2 separate regions of the Columba livia genome follow, and region 1 is linked to region 2. The links are chromatin contacts, called in public Hi-C maps. All regions are on one chromosome and are shown on one strand. The core of a region is the stretch at or near the end of the contact, and the rest is flanking DNA. Distances in the headings are between cores, read along the strand shown. Region 1 holds the start of LOC102083499 (probable global transcription activator SNF2L1). Region 2 holds the start of VBP1 (VHL binding protein 1).

Evidence for each region. Hi-C and Micro-C count contacts between places; a contact is called where the count stands out from the background.
Region 1: a contact with region 2 is called in a Hi-C map of crop, with 2.5 times the contacts expected there. The contact joins the promoter of LOC102083499 here to the promoter of VBP1 in region 2. A contact is called at or near these places in 2 of 2 Hi-C or Micro-C datasets (crop and liver).

What each region holds. Positions count from the first base shown.
Region 1 is chr12:15,747,050-15,750,990 of bColLiv1.pat.W.v2, reverse strand. It overlaps LOC102083499 (probable global transcription activator SNF2L1), which reads right to left and starts at 2,027. Exons shown (of 24, transcript XM_065077937.1): 1 at 1,846-2,027. The coding sequence starts at 1,938.
Region 2 is chr12:15,614,325-15,618,286 of bColLiv1.pat.W.v2, reverse strand. It overlaps VBP1 (VHL binding protein 1), which reads left to right and starts at 2,103. Exons shown (of 6, transcript XM_065077927.1): 1 at 2,103-2,301. The coding sequence starts at 2,212. LOC102098849 (phosphatidylinositol-binding clathrin assembly protein) reads left to right here. Exons shown (of 22, transcript XM_065077917.1): 22 at 1-1,284.

The DNA of each region.
Region 1 (3,941 bases), core at 778-3,277, 130 kb before region 2:
TAGCAAAACCAGACCAAAATGGGACTAAATATGTAAGTCTGTCAAGCAACATTACACTTAAATTTCAGAACTGTTACTGATAAATATATGTGCCAACTTACTCGCTAACTTCAAGCACAACCGTGCAAATGGAAGGAACATTTTCTCGAGTCAGAGACCACCTTTTCAAATTTTGGCCCAAAGGCAAGATTCTCTGCAAAGGTGAACACTACTAAGTGTATAATGAAGTTATTTGACAAATTGATTATTTTATGAATGCATGAGTTTGGCTTTGCAAGGCCAAATTACTATATTGCAAATAGAAATGTTCTATTCACTTACAGCTTCTTCAATCAGAAAGGAATGTTAGGAGGGGACTGCTACCCCAACATGCTAAAGAGCAGGTCATATGTGTATATTCACACGTCCGTTGTATTCCTACATACTATAAACTCCAGCAAGAGACTGTCAAACTAATATCAGGCCAAATCCTTGTTATTAGTGACAAAATACTCCTCCTTAGAGGAGAACAAAACTGACAGTATGCCATTTCAGATGTCACTCTCACTTCCCTTAGAAATAAATTACATAGATATGTGATACTGGAAAAAAGTTGTCTGTCTACCTCAGGTGAGTGTGTGTAACAGACCTGTGGCCACACGTGAAATGAAACTCCACAGCCTGAATTAAAGCTCAAACAACAAAATCCTTTTTTTTTCCTCCTTCCTTTAAGAAATATATTGACCAGTATGGCACAGTAACACAATGTTGATAATATTTGAAACTATTCACTGCTTTCAAATTACTTCTCCAGGCAGGCATTCTGGCATCCTCTAAACCTTTAGCATGAACTTTTTAACAGCTGATATGCATAACATTTTGTAGAATAAGTTGTATCCAATACAGAAACCTTTTCCCTGAATAATGAGGTAATGTTCAGAATTACATTATACTGTATCTCATAGCTGTTTGCATATACAAACAATGAAATAAAAAATCAAGTGCTCTTTCCAGGCAAAAATTGACTTTCATTAATTGGAATGATAATTCTGATTGCACTAATATCAGTATTTCTGCAATTTTCTCCAATAGCAAAGATATGGCACATGGTCAACCTTCTTACTAAGTTTTTATAAGCTTCATTCCTCAGGTTAAATCTCATTCCGTTTCCAAGGATACCCAAATACGTCACTTTCCACATTCCTCATACCCTAGTCTGTCTTTTTTTCTTTCAAACAAGAAAACCTGAAGGAGGAGGCTGGCGGGCTGTGCTCCGCTGAGGGCTTGTTCTGCCCCGGGGCCGCAGTTCAGCTGAGCAGAGGGAAGGGCTGGGACAGGCGGTTCAGCCGCCCCGGGCCCTCACCCCGAGGGGCTCCCAGCTCCTGCTGCTCCCCGCCCCTCCAGGACAGCTTCCCCCGGGCCAGGGGAGCCAGCAGCGCGGGGGGCAGCAGCGGCCGGGCCCTGCCGGAGCGCACGGGCTGCGGGGCTGGCGGGTGGCACAGCCGGCCGCACGGCACTGGAGCCCGGGCGGAAGGGCCAGCACCGCCGTGCCCGGGCTGCGTGGCAGGGAACGGGGCACCCGGACCGTGCGGGCGGCGGTGGCTGAAGGGCAGACCAGGAGGCGAGGGCTGTGTCCGGCCTGCAGGGCCGCCGCGTAGGCTGGGCTCCGGCTGTGGCCCGGACGGGCCCCCGCGGGCTGCGGCAGAGAAGCGGGCGCGCTGCCAGCGGCCCGGGCGGCCTCAGGGTCGGGCGGCGGTCTCGGGGCCAGGGCGGCGCGGCTGTAGGAGGCGGCAGCGGGGCCAGACACGATCGTTCCCGGAGACTCCGCCGCCCGCCGGGTCCCCCCACCCGCCCCTGGAGCGGTACCTCCTCGGCGCTGGGCTCCTGCGCAGAGGCCGCAGCGGCAGAGGTGCACGGCTCCTCGGCGGAGCTGCACGGCTCCGCGGGACCCGGGTCCATCCTGCGCGGCGGCACCTTGAGCCAGCGGGGGGCGGCCCCACCGCCCCAAACACTACGCGGCCCCGCCCCTCCCGCCGGGCCCGCCCGCGCGTCTCGCGATACTTCTGCGGGCGGGCCGCGGGGGGTTAACGGCGGCGCGAGAACGGGGTCCTGCTCGGGACCGGTGCCCGGCGGCACCCCGGGGGTGCGGTACCACAGATCCGCAGAATGTCAGGGGTTGGAAGGGCCCTGAAAAGCTGATCCAGTGCAATCCCCCCATGGAGCAGGAACACCCAGATGAGGTTACACAGGAAGGTGTCCAGGCGGCTTGGAATGTCTGCACAGAAGGAGACTCCACAACCTGCTTGGGCAGCCTGGGCCAGGCTCTGCCACCCTCACTGAGAAGAAGTTTCTTCTCAAATTTAAATGGAACCTCCTGTGCTCTAGTTTGTACCCATTGCTCCTTGTCGTATCTGTGGGGAAATATGGTGAGAGAGAAGGGAGTAAAATGTGCTCTGCTCCCATGTCTTCCCAGAGAGGAGTGCCCGTGGTGCTGGCACAGGCAGGTAAAGCACGCGGGCTCTAGACCTCTTGTGAAAGAAGGACTCCTGGGTGAGGTCATGGAGAGCTGGAAAAAGGATAAGGTGCTGCATGAGCCAGACAATGGTACAAGGCAGAAAACTTCATACTTGCAGTTCATTCTCCTTGGCTTCAAATACTCTTGTAAATTGCTAGTGTGTTTTCCTAAGTGTTGTGGGCTTTATTTGAGAGACGAAATAATCTCTAAACATCTGCAGGGCTAAGAGGTACAACTGGAGTTCCCAGAGCAAGAGAAGCTTATAAGATTTTTTTTTTTCCATTTCAAATTTAACAATGGTTGTGTTTTTCATATTGAAAATTGCACTAATGAAGGCATTCAGCATAGTTACTGTCAACAGAGGTTTCTCACTGGCTGTGCAAGACATTCAGATGTTTAATTGCTGAGCTGTATCTTTGCTCATACTGCTAAAGGATTCCAAAACAACACTGGACATGGCAGTTTTAAAAAATGAAGAGCTCCAAACCAGCCATTTTACCTGGTGATTACTTAAGAAGGCTATATTGTGAGCACTCTGTCCAGATGAATAGGTGAAACCCTACCCTTGTACGCGGAATGAGCAATAAAAGCTTTTTCATTCCAGTAAAAAGCTCAGCAGCCGTTATCAAGATCTTTTTGCATAACTCAACAACTAAGCCAAGCAAATGGGTTATTGCTGCTCACATATACTGCATTTAGAAATACCTCTGAGACCTTTTTTCCATCCATGCATCGACCATTTTTGTGAACAAAAATAGCTATGAACTGTTTCCATGACTGCCTGATTACTCTGAAATTCAGTATCTAAATTGTGGTCCAACATAGAAGATTTAAGCTCTGTACTCCCCTTTCCATGTTGTGAAACAGCCCCAAAGCAGTAACAGTGCTGTTCCGAATTATTTAGCACCCTGTTGCCTTCTGCATCTATTGGATAGTTTGCAGCAGAGCAAGGCCCACAGTGTCTGCAGTAGCCCTTCTACATTATTTGCTTTTAAAAGCTTTGGGAAATACATTTTTCACAGCACAACTGAGAGGAGTGACATGTCTGGTTTTGAAGGAGCGTTCCAGAGCTTTTCCTAGCAGGGCTCTCTAGAAAACTGAGCTTACCGTTAGCGATGTAAAATCTCTAAAAGGTGGGAAAATTCCAGTCTATGACGCATTTGTTCTTAGTCTTTACGGAAAATAGCTCGCTAACCATTTTTAATATTTGACTTTCCTACTCCAGTTTCAAATGCTTGTAGCTTCTGTTTATGCAAAACACTCCAGTGTTTGTCACAGCTTGCTTTTTACTTGAAATTCGCAGGAACATTACATGCTGTACAAAACATTCAAGCTGCTGCTTTCTTGAAAGGTCCCTTTTGGATATTTTTTGCTTGCATGCTTAACATTTGCATTTGGCACTTTGAATAGATGTTCTTAGTTGTTTCTTTTAGACTATGTTGTGCAT
Region 2 (3,962 bases), core at 854-3,353:
GTTGGGACTTCATGCTGCTACAGGGAGGCTGTCTTACTGGGATGTACCACGAGAGAACTTCTGGGGAGGCTGGAAAGGTTGGACTTGAAAGTGTACCTCTCTTTGAAAAACCAGGGTTTTGTAATCTCTAGATGCAGCTTGACTTTGCCTCCAAGAAGTTACAGAATTTATTATTATTATTTTTTTTAATTTTGGATACATGTAGTAGATAAATCTCAGTTCTGTTCACATAGTGGTGGAATACTTGTAGGTAAAAATAACAAATGGACTTGAAGAAAAAACAACAAACAACACACACACAAAAGTCAACAACAAAAAACTTGTGACTACGAGATTGAATACAGGGTGTATCCTCATCTGGGTTTTTTGATGTGTGGCAGGGAGGGTGGGGTTACAATTAGAATAGCATGCACTGTGGATCGGTGCTTAATTTGTACATAAAAAGGAAAACTTTGTTTAGGGTAGTTTGTATTGTAAGGACAACATCTAAAGGCACTGTGTATCGGTCATTTATTTCCATTTAAAAGATTATATTTTTGAGCAATGGAAACTGTACATGTTCTCATTTATACATTGCTGATAGCTAGGAATATAGAAAACCTGTTGTTACTACCCTGAAGATGTATTTAGCTTGTCATTGGTATATACATCACTGCATCACTACTTTATGCAGATTCTCATGATCATTTATTTAAAGAGACTGTAGTAACTGGTACAGTTGCAGCAGGAATTGTAACATCAAATCTTTCAGTATATCTCAAATGTGTATCTTTGTGATTAAGTTTAATCCTGTACCAAATGTTTGGCTGGAATTTCATTTTGGAGCAATGACAAAATAGGTGCTGGAACAGATTTCCCTCACCCCAACCCACACTTTATTTATTTAATAGGTCTTGATTTGTATGTTATGTTTTTCCCCATAACAGGTTTGTGCCTTTTATTGGATATTTATTTAAAACAAGTTACTATAATTTAGGTTGTCCAGGCTTTTTTTCAGATGTATTCTTGTACAGCTCTTCCTTTCCATGAGTTCCTTCATTTTATAAGAATACAGAATGTGTGGAAAATATACTAGCCACAAATTTGGGAAAAACTTTGAGGGTTTATGTTCTATGACTTAATAATTTTTTAAAACGAAGCCTAGGCATATAAGACTGGCTGTGATATTTTAATTGTGGAACTTTGGAATTTGTTAATATACAAATTGTTTGTTTTTTAAAACTGCTCATATCCAATTATTTGATGAAAAAAGTTTTGGAAAAAAATAAACTTTGGCACATGCAAGGTGTGTGTGTATGTGATCATTCTTGAGCCTGTCCTCAGGCTTAAGGTTTTCTGTAATACTAAGGGAAACAGTTGAACTGGGATGCTTGATTAGTTTGTTACTCTTCTGCATTTACCTTTAATATAGTATTACACCTAATTTGAAATACCGGTGTGGCTAAGCTTCTTTCTCCCGTGGTGCAGGTTCCTTGGGGAAGCAGGGCCTGGCTTCTGCGCAGGGCAAGGGACCTTTCACATGGGAGATGGGCCTTAACCAACACATACCGGCCTTGCTCATGATTTTGTAAGGGTTTTTTGTAGATCGTGTAACAAGCCTCAAGACCAAAAATCAAACACTTGGCGCTGTTAACTGTGGAATGTTTATTGCTCGTGAGCCTTCTGCTGACCGCGGGCAAGTTCCTGTTCTCAGTTTTTGGGAAGATTATTTGGTTTAGTTTGCCTAAAGTTAGGTCACCATTTAGCAGCCTCCTTGTTGTAATGAACAGGGGGTAAACATTCAAACACAGAACTATAGCAAAGCTTTGTGTCTGATCCCTCAGAAGTGTTTATTGAAAATTACTCAATAAAAGAGCTCCTCCTGTTTCTCGGGCTGTACACGAGCCGGGCGAGAACGCGGTACCGCCGCGCTCACACACACGCCTGCACACGCCGCTTCCCGCCGCGCTCCCGCGGGCCGCGCTCAGGGGACGGCCCCGCCCCGCCCCGCCCCGCCCGGCAGCATCGCCGCGCGCCGGGCCGCGCCCCAGCCAGCCAATGAGCGACGCCTTGGGCCGGCCGCTGCCCCGCCTCCCCGGTCTCCTCCGCCCGCGCGTCATCGCGTCACTCAAAGCCTGACAGCCAATGAGAGGGCCGCGTTCGGCGCTGACGTGATGACGTACCGCACGGCCGTCCCAACGGAGGCCGCGCACGCACCGTTGGTTGCCCAAGATGGCGGCGGCCACCAGCAGCGAGACGGGGTGCGGCGGGGCGGCGGCCGACAAGCGCGGCCCCCTGGGCATCCCCCAGGCGGTCTTCGTGGTGAGCGGCGGCTCCGCCGGCCGGGCCGCTCCGCGCCCGGGGCGGGGGTGGGGGAGCGGAGGGGAGGGGGCTGCGCTCCGGCAGCCGGGCCCATCCCCTGTGAGACGGCACCTGCGGCGGGGCCGCGGCCTGGCGGGCGGTGCCTGAGGGAGCGCGGGCGGCGGCGCGGCCCCTCCGGCCCGCGGCTGAGCGGGACCTGCGGCGCCTTCCCCGCCCGCACCGGCTGTGTCCGGGGGGCCCGGCCCGCGGTGTCGGCCCGAGCCGAGCCGTGCCGGAGCGCGCCTCACCCCTGCAGAGCGGGCAGGGCCGAGCGCCCCGGGGCGGGGGTGCCTTAGTCCTGAGGAGCTGGGTTGTTTAGTTCTGCCGTGCCGTTACGATTGATACACTTTACAGCAAACTCAGTTCCCCGTTTTGAGCGTTACCATCTGATTTCACTGGCCCGCTCACATGCCAATGACGAGCATGTTGTACGCACTGAGCCCTGGTTCCTTACGGCAGTTCTTCCCACACGTGTCCGTGCCTGGTTTATCGCAGACAATGCGCCCTTCCCTGCATCTTCCTCTCATGATCTAGTGCTTGACAGTTGAGCAGAATCACTGTTCCGAAGCATCCAGCCAGGCTTCCCGAAAACCAAAAAATGTCTGTCTTTCAGAATACAGGGTGAACTTGTTAATCCAACTTTAGAAAGTGATTTACCAAGCATTTAATAGCTCTGTTGACTGGTTGAAAATAATTCATCGACTCACACAGTGATGTAATATCAAAACTATTTGTTGTCCGCTCTCTGCTATAAGCTGGCTCTTGGCGTGCTATCTTGGTTGCTTCTTTATGTTGTTTGATCAATAAGTATTGATCAGCCTGGCTATACCTGGCTGTGTGGGAGTCATCTTGAAGCGTCAGATGTTTGTCCTGAACACTTTGTTTGCCATGCTGCTTTACTACTGAGATCTCCCTGCGCTTTGAAAAGCTGTATTTCTCAGATTTGTCTTCTTATCTTTACCAGAGCTGTTTGGACAGGTCAGGTATGACTGCTCTTATAGAAATAAATCGATTTGACTTGCATTTTGGTACTTCAGGTGTAGTGCTGGTATTGCCTATGTGTCTCGCTAGCGTGCAGGTCCTGAACAAACGGGCACAGTACACTTGCTTTCAGTGCATCCAGATCCTACTTTTCTCTAAGGTTCTTTAGCAATTATTGGGGTCTGGCAAATCCTACTGGTATGAAAAACCGTTGGTGCCTGTGGTGACCTTCCTGCCACTCCCTTATGGGAGACTGATGTAGACGCAAGCGAAAGGAAAGGGCCATGGCTTCAGCTGCCCTGTGAGACCTGATCATGGGGACAGAGGAGAACTTGCGGTCTGTGCTGACTCTGTGGGTGGCCACCCTGGCAGGGAACAGGAGAGAACCAGCCTCGGCAAACACTGGGAGGGTGTCTGTCACATCCCTTGTTTTCATGCTGGTAGCTGCTGCTGCAGTTCACGTTTGGTTGCATGTAATTCCCTTCTGATACTCACGTGTGAAGTATCTGATGTGCTGTATGTGCCGTGTGACCTGGGAGAGCTCTGGGGCTGTGCGTTAGGTCTGCGCTTCTCTTCAGTTCTTCATAACCTTGTGTCTGGAGGTAAAACCCACTGAAGTTTCCTAATTCTCAGTTTTGAGA